Linked DNA regions of Mus musculus: all the other regions are linked to region 3. A link is a contact called in public HiChIP or PLAC-seq and promoter capture Hi-C data. All regions are on one chromosome and are shown on one strand. The core of a region is the stretch at or near the end of the contact, and the rest is flanking DNA. Distances in the headings are between cores, read along the strand shown.

Evidence for each region. Promoter capture Hi-C pulls out the DNA fragments that hold promoters and counts their contacts. HiChIP or PLAC-seq counts read pairs in DNA pulled down with a chosen protein or histone mark. Capture Hi-C pulls out chosen DNA fragments and counts their contacts.
Region 1: a promoter capture Hi-C map of liver shows a contact between it and region 3, with 3 times the contacts expected there. The contact joins the promoter of Arrdc2 here to the promoter of Lpar2 in region 3. A contact is called at or near these places in 5 of 39 promoter capture datasets (hippocampal neurons, liver, neutrophils and 1 more).
Region 2: a contact with region 3 is called in a FOXA1 HiChIP or PLAC-seq map of pancreatic cancer cells. The contact joins the promoter of Pgls here to the promoter of Lpar2 in region 3. A contact is called at or near these places in 1 of 39 promoter capture datasets (pre-B cells) and 1 of 115 datasets of contacts at active chromatin or transcription factors (pancreatic cancer cells).
Region 4: a promoter capture Hi-C map of adipose tissue shows a contact between it and region 3, with 3 times the contacts expected there. The contact joins the promoter of Myo9b here to the promoter of Lpar2 in region 3. A contact is called at or near these places in 3 of 39 promoter capture datasets (hippocampal neurons, liver and pre-B cells) and 2 of 9 other capture datasets (adipose tissue and liver).

The regions. Positions count from the first base shown.
Region 1 is chr8:70,838,328-70,841,027 of GRCm38.p6, reverse strand. Arrdc2 (arrestin domain containing 2) reads left to right here and starts at 1,308. Exons shown (of 8, transcript NM_027560.1): 1 at 1,308-1,900; 2 at 1,983-2,049; 3 at 2,187-2,334. The coding sequence starts at 1,627.
Region 2 is chr8:71,590,752-71,593,451 of GRCm38.p6, reverse strand. Pgls (6-phosphogluconolactonase) reads right to left here and starts at 1,268. Exons shown (of 5, transcript NM_025396.3): 1 at 948-1,268. The coding sequence starts at 1,235.
Region 3 is chr8:69,821,250-69,823,949 of GRCm38.p6, reverse strand. It overlaps Lpar2 (lysophosphatidic acid receptor 2), which reads right to left and starts at 1,385. Exons shown (of 3, transcript NM_020028.3): 1 at 1,239-1,385; 2 at 1-396. The coding sequence starts at 387. It overlaps Gmip (Gem-interacting protein), which reads right to left. Exons shown (of 21, transcript NM_198101.1): 21 at 2,080-2,700.
Region 4 is chr8:71,271,322-71,274,021 of GRCm38.p6, reverse strand. It overlaps Myo9b (myosin IXb), which reads right to left and starts at 1,308. Exons shown (of 40, transcript NM_001142322.1): 1 at 1,193-1,308. Haus8 (4HAUS augmin-like complex, subunit 8) reads left to right here and starts at 1,432. Exons shown (of 11, transcript NM_001163042.1): 1 at 1,432-1,738. The coding sequence starts at 1,710.

The DNA.
Region 1 (2,700 bases), core at 59-2,558, 1.0 Mb before region 3:
CATCCTCCTTGTCCCTTGCCAGGGTCCTTTAGGTTGAATGGGGGTGCCCAATGCGGGGGGGGGGGGAAAGGACCAACACTTCCCTGTCCCCACCAATTCGCATCGCCGGAAACAATGGGCCTGAAAAAAGGTGCCCCAGATAGGTCTGCAGGCGGCAGCGAGTTGATGATTAAGCTGGGAGGTTCTGGCCTAGTGGACACACCTGCGAACCCAGCATCTAAGAGGCTGACACCGGAGTTCCATTGCCTTGAGTTCCCGGGCAGCCTGGGTTACAGTGTGAGATCCTGTCTGAAAACATAAGAAAAAGCCAGGCCGGGCAGGAGAGATGGCTCAGTGGCTAAGAGCACAGACTGCTCTTCCAGAGATCCTGAGTTCAATTCCCAGGAACCACACAGTGGCTCACAGCCATCTGTAATGGCTCTCTTCTGGTGTGTCTGAAGACAGCTACAGTGTACTCATATACATATACAAATAAATAAATCTTTTTTTTTTTAAGTTTAAGAAACAGTCAGGTACTAAGGCAAACGCCTATCAAGTCAGCTCTGGAAGACTGGTGGAGGATGGCAAATTCAACATCGGGCTTGGTTAGAGTACGAGATGCATTGGAGGCTATGTGAGACTTGGCCTCAGAAGAAAATAAAGCTTTCGGGTTCAGAAATCCGATTTGAGCTTTAATTCCAGCACTCGGGAAGCAGTGGCAACCTCGCCTCTATGAGTTCAAGGCCAGCCTGGTCTACACAGTGAGTTCCAGACTAGCCAAGGGAACACAAAACTACTGGCCAATCTTGTAAACAGAAGCAGGGGGACTGTCTCAAGTCCCAGGTAAGTTTGGGCTACATGAGAACCCGTCTCAAAAAGCAACAGAAAAAAAAAATAGTGACAGTTGTCACGCTGGGTGACTAAGACCAGTTTCCCTATTCCTGGGCTTCCTTGTTTGTGTATTTGCGAGACCTAAGGCGGCAGAGCCGCGCTGCAGCACCTCCCACTTAGGCTCCGGTTCAGAACCAAGCAAGGGTTATTTTGTCTGGAGCCTCGTGAGGCCACGCCCCACCGCGCTATTGGTGAAGTTCTTTCCGGTAGGCGAGGCTTTCTCTAACGCCCCGCCCCGCCCCGCCCCTCGATGCTACTGACTTTCTCGCAGGAGCTGATTTTGCCCCCTCAGACCACGCCCTTCACACGCTATTGGCCTGGTCCCTTGTAGGGGGGGGAGCTTTCTATCAGGCCACCGCCCTCGTGGAGCCTTTGGCCTAATTCTCTCAGCAGAACCAGGCTTTTTCAGGCCCCGCCTCCTCAGCGCGCTATTGGTGGAGTCTTCTCCTGAAGGTGTGGCTTTCTCCTCAGGCCATTCCTTCGCCGCGCTATTGGCCTAGTCTTTTCTGGGGTCCCGTTCCCTACTGCTGTGTTTGCGGAGTCTCTTCCGGTAGGTGCGGTCTTCTCCTCAGGCCCCGCCCTCCAACCGTCCTATAAGTGCGACGCAGCTGCGGGTCCCCAGCGGTCTTCCGTCCTGTTGTCCCGCTTGTGTGTGTACGTAGTTCGAGCCCGCTGCGTTCGCAGTCTCTAGCTCTTTCTTTTCGCGGGTTCGAGCACCTGGCCGATCTCTTTTTTGGGTTCGCGACCGTCACCGCAATGCTGTTCGATAAGGTGAAGGCGTTCGTAGTAGAGATAGACGGGGCGCGCACGGGCACCGAGCCCGTGTTCCACGGAGGCCAGGCCGTGGCAGGCCGGGTACTGTTGGAGCTTGCGGGCGCGGCACGCGTGGGCGCGCTCAGGCTGCGCGCTCGGGGCCGCGCGCGCGCGCACTGGACGGAGTCGCGCAGCGCGGGCTCCAGCACTGCTTATACTCAGAGTTACAGCGAGCGCGTGGAAGTCGTGAACCACCGCGCCACGCTGCTCGCGCCAGGTACGGGCTGGGGACCTTTTGGGGCGCACCGAGCATGCGATTCCCAGGCCTACGTCCGCTGAGCCCCGGGTCTTGTTCCTAGACTCGGGGGATATCGCCACGCTTCCCGCTGGACGCCACGAGTTTCCCTTCAGCTTCCAGCTGCCTATGTAAGCCCCACTGTCGCCTTCTGGCTGGGCATCTAGGGTTCCCTCAGCCCTGACTTCTCGGGACATCCCTCTTGTATGCCCTTCACCCCACTATCTCCTGATAGTGATCCTCTGATTACCCACTCTTGCCACCCCAGCTCCCTGGTGACATCCTTCGAGGGCAAACACGGCAGCGTCCGCTATTCCATCAAAGCCACTCTGCACCGGCCATGGGTCCCTGCACGCTGCGCCCGGAAGGTGTTCACTGTCATTGAACCTGTGGACATAAACACACCTGCCCTGCTGGCAAGTGGCTGCCCCATGGGGGTTGGGGTCCAGCCTGGCTGCTTGACACCTTTTAGATTTGAGGGTCTCAAATGACCTCTGTAACAGGGAGCCAGGAGTTAGTGGTGAGTTTAAAACCCACTATAGGTAAGTGCAAATTCTGAGGGTGCTCACCTGCTGTGTGCCTCTGGGAAGGTATCTTGCTCTTTCCCAGCCTCAGATACCCCATTTGGAAAGCAGGATATGATAGGGCTATTTTTGTTTTTGTGTTTGCTTTTGTCTTTACTGGTTTTGGGTTTTGCTTTATTTCTTTTTCTTTTCTTGTTTGTTTTTGTTTTTTGTTTTGTTTTGTTTTGGTTTTTTTGAAACAGGGTTTCTCTGTATAGC
Region 2 (2,700 bases), core at 19-2,518, 1.8 Mb before region 3:
CATCAAAATAAGTCTCACGTTGCACAGGCTAGCCTCGAACTGGGTAGCTGGGAATGACCTTGAACTCCCGATCCTCCAGCCTCTACTTCCTCATTGCTGGGAAGACAGGGGTGCACCATCATTCCTGGTTTATATGACACTGGAAATGAAGCCTGGACCTTAAGCATTCTAGGCAAGCACAATATCAACTGAGCTACAAGTACCCTACCAACTGAGCCTTGTGCTAGTACACACAGCCAGTTCAGTGAAGTTCTTGGGCAGGCATCGTGTTCAAAGTGGTGCAGTTTCAGGTCCCTAGATGAGGGTCAAGGCGACATGAATCTTCTGTTTCCCCACCTGTAAGTAAGTGTAATGGCCCTTCCTCCCCTGCTTCAGACCCATGACACTGGACCAGCTTCCCCTAGGAGGTGGTGGCAGTCATCCAAGTGTGCTCAGAGCTCAATCCTCCATGCCTCAGTTTCCCTGTGTGTGACGCAGGGACCTCTGTAACCTATAGGGCGCCTTGTGGCCATCATACCCCAGGCTGCTGGGAGGCGATGGCCAACGGCTCTTGTTAAAGAAAACTGAGACCCAACACACCCTGGACACTAGAGGCAGGCTGAGTGCACAAACAGCCATGACCCACGAGGCCCCACAGCCAAGGTACGGCCCTTAGGAAGATACGGGGGACGGAGGCCCGTCAGGCTGCACTTGGATGGACATCACTGCGCATCCAGCAAGACCCCGTGGGGCCCGGAGCCCGCGGGTAGGCGTTGAAGCAGATCCTTGCGTTTCCTAGGCAGGCTGAGCCAGTTCGGCGTGGCCCGCGCTTCCTCGGCGGACTGAGCCGACTCCGCGTGGCCCACGGCGGCCCTTGTATCTTGAGTTTCCACGGTAGGCTGAGCCAGCTCGGCGTGGCCCACGGCGGCCCCCGTAGCCCGTACGGTGCGCGCCCCCGCAGCGCTCACCCGGTAGAGGCCGTACGTGCTCTCGGCGTGGTCGAAGGGCACGAGGCGCTCGTCGCAGAAGCCGAGCGTCCAGCGCGCAAAGCTGGCTGGTCCAGCGGGAGCGGCGGCGGCGGGCAGGTCTCGGGCTAGCATGGAGACCAGGCTGCCGCCTGACAGACCAAGCGCGAAGCGGCCACGGTCCCCTTCCAGGCAGCTCGCGGCCCGCTGCGCCACCAGCTGCGCCAGCGACGCGCCCAGCTCTTGCGGGCTGGAGAAGACCGAGATGAGACTGGGCGCGGGTGCTGCCATGGCGGTGGGGAGGCGGCGGCGCTCCCGGCAGAGGCCAGTACGCCAGTGCGCCTGCGCGACGGCCGCGCTGCCATGGGTCCGAGCACTTTGAGCCAAGGTCGTGGCGCATGTGCAGTTGCACAAAAGAAGCGTCGCCGGGGCCGGGCTAGCGGGTGGTTCCCGAAACCGCAGTGCTCCGCAGGGCTTTGAGGTGGGTAGTGGGCGGGCAGTCCCCGGCGCTTCCCTGGGCGAGACACGCCTTGCTGGCCCGGTTTCTCGCATTTTATTTAGTTTTTAAGCTGGAGTCTAGTAGCTCCGACTGGCCTCACGCTCCTGATCGTTCTTGATTGGAGTGCTGGGGTGACCGGAGTGCCACAGCACTCTTGAGCGTTTTTCAGGGTGCGGTCGGAAGCACAGAGTGCGCCAGCTGCAGCGTGATAAGGTCAGTAAGCTCTCAGGTGGCAAGGACAGGAGGCTAGCCGGGAGTTAGAGGCTGTGACGTCCCCATGCCTGCACGGCTCTCCCCACATTCGCCTATCTCGGCCAGTCGCCCCTTCTCTGTTACTCCAGCGGATGCGGCAGTTTGTAAGGTCTTCTGCTCACAGCTGTCTGCGGCAGAAAGAGGATTCCTCAAGACAACCGCCACACGACAGTTGAACATCTGCATTTGAATGTGAAACTGCCCCGGTTCTTGTGCTTGAGCCGGTGGCTCCCAGTCGCCCGTGCTATTTTAGGAAAATACAGAACCTTTAGGACTGTTAAGAGCCTTGACCCAAGTAGATCAGTCAGAAGGTGACAGCTGTTTCCACCACAAAGACCCAATTAAACCCCCTCTGGTTCCTCTCTCTTAATTTTCTCCCGCATGTATATCTTTGAACCAAGTGCATGCAGAGGCCAGGAGAGGGCATGGGATGCCCTGGAACTGTTAGATGGTTGTGGTCCTCTGTGTGGAAGGAGGGTAAAAAGCCGAACCGGTGATCTTAACCCCTGAGCCACTGCACCCTCCTGAACTCGAGAGAGCTCCAAAATCCAAGCAGTCAGTCACTGTGTCGGTACTGAACCCAGGGCCTTCTGCATGCTAAGCCCAGGCTAGACCATTGGCTGGACCCCAATCCTAAACCTACAGCCTTTCTGAGTGCCCATGTGAGGCTGCAAGTGGCAAGTTATACAGTGTGAAACACTGCAAGAACTTTGTTGTTATTCAAGACATGCTGCTGCTGCTGCTGCTGCCCTGACTGTCCTGGAACTCTGTGGACCAGGCTGTCCTCCAACTCACAGAGACCTGCCTGCCTCTCCTTCCCAAGTGCTGGGATTAAAGGCATGTGCCTTTGAACACATTTTAAAACCTTTTATCGTTTGTGAATTTAACATCATGCCCCCTAACCTCTCTCACCGCCCCCCTTCAGCTCATAACTTCCCACACCCTTGTCACCCTCCCAGTAGAGAAAATGCTCATGGAAGCTGTAGTGTGTCAGTGTGTCCCACA
Region 3 (2,700 bases), core at 136-2,635:
ACTGCGGTGCCGTTCCACAGCGATGGCCAGCAGTGTGGCCACTGACGCCGTGAGGCTGGTGTCCAGCAGGCCCTGTCGCAGGAACCAGCCTTTGATGGAGAGCCTGGCAGTGCGTGGGCCAGTATGGAACATGAGGAAGAGGTAGGCCATGCCAGCGAAGAGGTCAGCCGCAGCCAAGTTGCCAAGCAGGTAGTATATGGGCTGGTGGAAGCGTCGGTTGGAGGCGATGGCTGCAATAACCAGCAGATTGGTCAGCAATACCAGCACACTGACTGTCAGCCCCAGGGCCACCACCACCACATCTTTGGGGCGCCAGTGAAGGCTGAGCTCCTTGCCGCTGTTATTATAGAAAAAGCCGATGGTCTCGTTGTAGTAGCACTGGCCCATGATGGCTGCCTGTGGATACAGAAGACAGATCAGTGCAGGTGGCCCCTGATGGAAGGGCACTTGAACAAAGCAGTGGCCAGAGACTAGAATCAAGATTGGGTGAGTGCAACCTACAGGATCAGAGGCCCTCTGTGCAAGAAGTCTGTGCTGAAGGCCAAAGTGACCTTTAAAAAGCAATTTCTATTTATTTACTCATAAAGCAGGGTCTCTCGATGCATCCCAACTGACCTAGAACTTGCTTTGAGACCACACTGGCCTCAAAATCAGAGATCCACTAGCCTCTGCTGAATGCTGGCATAACAATTTAAAACGGTTTTCTGATCGGCTTTTCTTTTCTTTTTTAAATCTTAAGAACCCAGAGCAAATGCATCCACATTGCAATTCAGTGCCACGTGCCACTAATCCGTGACTGGGTTGGACACCTGTGGTTTTCAATGGGCGTGGGTGGGTTGGCTGGGGCAGCACAAAGGCGGAGTGAGCTGCTGGGGTTAGCCTTAAGAAGATCAAACTTGTGCCAGGGTCCTTGCACAGTGCAGAGGCCAGGGGGTGTGTGCACACCAGAGCGAGGTCCGTGGTCAACACCCGGAGGGCAATGCCAAGGCACTGAGGGGACTTAGCGCGAGCAGAGTAGACAGAGACCGCCCAGAAGTTGAGTTACAGGCAGGATTCCGCGCAAGAGCTCTGAAAGCAGTCCATTCCTGGGTGGGACTGAGGGCCAAGAAGGCCTCCAGGACAAAAGAGGGTATTGCAGACAACCCTGGGCTAGGAGAAGGATTGTGGAGAAGAGGGGGCCCCGCCTCGCTTTCTTCGGTGGCCTGCACCCACCCTAAACCGGTTGGTGTTGGTCTTACCTGCACATCCAGTCAAGCGGCAGATGGGGCTGGCTCGCGGTGGGTTGAAGCAGGACTGAGACCCATGGCCGGGCAACCGAGCGGTTGCGCAGCAGCGTCCGGTGTTCCTGGAGCCCCCGGCTGAGGAGGCGGGAGAGGCGGGACCTCAAAGCCACGCCCCCACCTGCCTTAGCTCTTGGCCCTTGGGGGTGTCCCGCCCCCTGGAAAGTCCCACCCCCACGTCGGAAGTGTGATCTCCTGAAACTGTGGTCATTTCACCGCCTCCCCACAGCCCCCTTTTCCCACGTGGGGCACCCTTTCTACTCCCCCCCCCCCCCCCCCCCGCACATCTCACGTGCTTGCCCTTTCGCGCCTTTGGGGCTGAGTCACCTGGCAGTTGAAAAGATCCACAGCGGGGGGGGGGGGGGCTCTGCGGGCGCCCCCCCCCCCGTTTCTGTCCAATCCTTTACCGAGCTGCAAGCCCCGCCCCACTGTTCCGTGGTCAATCTCCCGGCTGGACCCTCGCCCCACTGCTGCCGCACTACCTTGCTTCCCGAAGTCTCGCCCCAGCCTGCCGCTGGCTCGAGCCTGCAGCAGCCTCCTCCCCTGACCTCCCCCGGTTCGCAGCACACAGCCCCATTGTCCCGATTATCTGCACCGAGTTGTATTTGATTGTGTAGAACCGGATCAGGGACACTGAGCTGAGTGACTCATCTTGGGCTCCAGGCCCTACACTAATTGCCAGTAGGTTTCCCAGGGTGTGTTTAGAAGCCTTGGTTCCATCATCTGGCCCTTAATAAAGGGTTAAAGACGCTGCTCTTACTGGTGACTTATTGTCAGCATTCCAGCACAAAGACAAATGTGCAAGAACAGACAAGATTTATCTTATTTTATTTTGTTTTTCTGAAACAGGGTTTCTCTGTGTAGCCCTGGCTGTCCTGGAACTTTCTCTGTACACCTGGCTGGCATAAAACTCAGAGATCCTCCTGCCTCTATCTCCTGAGTGCTAGGATCAAGTAGAGGTGTGTGGCACTACCGCCCAGCGGATTTTTTTTTTTAAATTAAAATTTTCTTTTATTTGTGCATGTGCACAGGTCAGACAATTTGTAGGGATGGGCTCTCTCCTTCCACTAAGTGGCTCTGGGAGGTCCAACAAATGTGAGGCTTTACAGCAAGCACCACTGCGGTCAGCCCTCCTGCCGGCAGCAGGATATGGTTTTATTTGGAGGTTGTAAGAACACAGATTTAGCCAGCACTTGGGAGGCAGAGGATTTGTGGCTCACAAAGGGAGCTCCAGACCAGCCAGAGCTACACAGTGAGACTTAGCTTAAAACAAACAAACAAACAAACAAATTAAAAGGAGACAGGGCTGGGCTGCAGCCACCTGCTAACTTGGGAGTCTGTTACTGCTGCAAGTGTAGTAGGGCCAGGAGCCATTATGACTGAAATAGTCAAGACACCCGTCTCAGAGGTCAGAGACTCG
Region 4 (2,700 bases), core at 59-2,558, 1.5 Mb before region 3:
CCTGTACCAAATGGAGCTCTAAACCTGGCCTCCTTTCAGCAAGCACACAGCAGACAGGGAATACTGGTAAGGGGGGGGGGGGAGAAAGTGATGCCAATCAAAACCAGGCAGCTCCAAGGCCTTGTAGGAGCAGAGAGGCCGGTGACAATAACTTTATAGTTGCTCATGCCACCTCCAGCCATTCCTTGACACCTTAAGATACTGAAGTCTCAAAGACTAGACAATACCCAACAAGGTAAGGAGATACAACCTGAGGGGCTGCTAGGTGGATGTCTTAAAGTGCTGGAAAATGAGCCAAAGAGGCACAAAAGGACTCCCCTATAAAGCCTTGGGAGTTAGGGTCCCTAGAAAAAGAAGGGAGGGTTTGTTGGCAGCTGTGACTCCACGGGGCTGAGATCTCTGCCACCGCTGAGGTATACATTTCCTGTAAGTCATTTAAAAACAAAAAACAAAAAACAAAAAAACGTTTAAGTCCAAGGATGTGACTCTCTTGAGAGAGTGGCTTCCACCCTACCGGCTCCCTTTCTTCTGAAACGCAGTTCGGGTGTCAGAACCCCACCCCCACCCCGCAACCTCCTCTAGAGTCCAGCTACTCTTTTCTTGAGCAGAAAGTGATGTGCCTATCAAAGCAGAGAGAGAACCCAGAGGGCGCTGGGACTCGCCCTGGCGGATCACCCAGCTGTCCGGGAGTGAAGTCAGGAAGAAGATGAATCAAGAGGGGAAGGCGGGGGCGAGTCTCCAGAGGCTGCACCCCGTCATCTCCCTTTCCTCCTCCTCTCCACTCCTCCGGCCCTCTGAGGAACTGTTTTTGCGTGTCTTTCCAGGCCCACTCTTTTAGACGTTCCAGCCCCAACAGTGGGTTGCCACAGACCGTTTCCCATTCTCTGAGAGCCCGGCGCCTCTCTGACACCCTAGGGCTCAGACCGCGAGTGCAGAAGTCCCTTTCCCTAGCACGGCCCCTCGGCTCCGCCTTCCTGGCCTCCCCCGTTTCCTGAGATCCCCCCAGATGCCACCTTAGCCACGTCCTCTCCTCAGCCGCCGCTGAAAGACGCGGTAAGCCCGCCAGTCTCAACCCCCTCAGCGTCCACGCGTCCCCCAGGCCGCATCCTGCCCTCACGTCCCACGACTTCAGGAGCAACCCGGTGCACAACCCCGGCTCGGGTCTCCACTCACGGCCGCCGCGAGAACTTACCTGGACCTCGGGCCGCTGCGCGCCACCGGTCCCCGGCCAGCCTGCCCGCTGCTCCCGGCCGCCCCGCCCCGAAGCGACCAGCCTCGCCCGCCGCTGCACCGTGCGATTTCACTTCCGGGTTCCGGAGGCGCTGAGTGGGCGGGCGCCAACTCGTCGGAGAGGCGGGGCGACTCGAGGTCCCGCCCCATCTAAAGGCGCGCAGCGAACGCCCTCTGCGGTTGGTGCATTCCAGATGCTAAGTGTTCCACAGCTGAGAGGGGCGGGCGCTATGATAGTCACGCCCCTCCCCAGCAGTATTTTAGCCCGCTCAGGTTGGTGCCGGAAGCCCACACGTCTGAGGGACACCTTGGAGCCACGCCCTTTTTCGGCGCTCTTGGCCAGGCTGAACGAACTGTAGCAAGCTTGGAGCCCGCCCCGCGGCTCGCGTGAAGAGAGCACCCTCCGGCTTCCAGCACTACTCCCTGCCTCCTAGCGGGCGGGACCCTGAGACGCTTGCCTTTGAGTGGAAGGCGGGAGAATGGCGGATTCCTCAGAACGGGACGCAGGGTGAGTTGGGATCTCAGAAGGGCGGAATTTAGGGGCTCCTGTGGGTTGGCCAAAGACCAGATCCTGGGCTCACAGGCAGCGGAGCTGGAGAACTGGGATCTTATGAGCCAATGCCCGAATCTCTCCCAGACCAGAAGCCCAGGCTCTGAGCCGCTTCGGTGCGTGCTGGGGAGCTGGGGTCCCAGATGCAGTTCAGAATTGGGGTTGTGCGTGGACTTTGGTGGACATTCTCTCTTTTTCCCCTTGGAGACAGTGGTGTTTTTTGTTTTTTGTTTTGTGTGTGTGTGTGTGTGTGTGTGTGTGTGTGTGTGTGTGTGTATGTGTGTAGCTGATCCGGAGCTCTGTAGACCAGTCTGGCCTTGAATTCACAGAAATCTGCCTGCCAAGTGCTGGGTTCAAAGGCATGTGCCACCACCACCTAGCCTTCCTTTTTTTAAAGGAAAAACGTGACCCTACATGGTAGCACGACTTTAGTCCCAGCACAGACCTTTTCCTAGGCCTCAGGAGCTCTAGGGTTGCTTGTCGCACTCCCCTTTAGCCCTGACTCACTACACCCATGGGTGTTTGCTTAAGAGTCTGAAGGATGAGGGTCACGGGCTATTGTGACTGTATACAGCAAAGGACACTCTGTGAAGGTCAAGTGGGTGAAACAAAGGCTCTTGCCACCAAGCCTCATGATCTTATTTTGATCCATGGGTTTCATATGGTGAAAGTAGATAACTGATGTACTGGCCAGTTTTGTGTCAACTTGACACAGGCTGGAGTTATCACAGAGAAAGGAGCTTCAGTTAGGGAAATGCCTCCATGAGATCCAGCTGTAAGGCATTTTCTCAATTAGGGTCAAGGGAGGAGGTCCCCTTGTGGGTGGTGCCATCTCTGGGATGGTAGTCTTGGGTTCTATAAGAGAGCAGGCTGAGCAAGCCAGGGGAAGCAAGCCAGTAAGGAACATCCCTCCGTGGCCT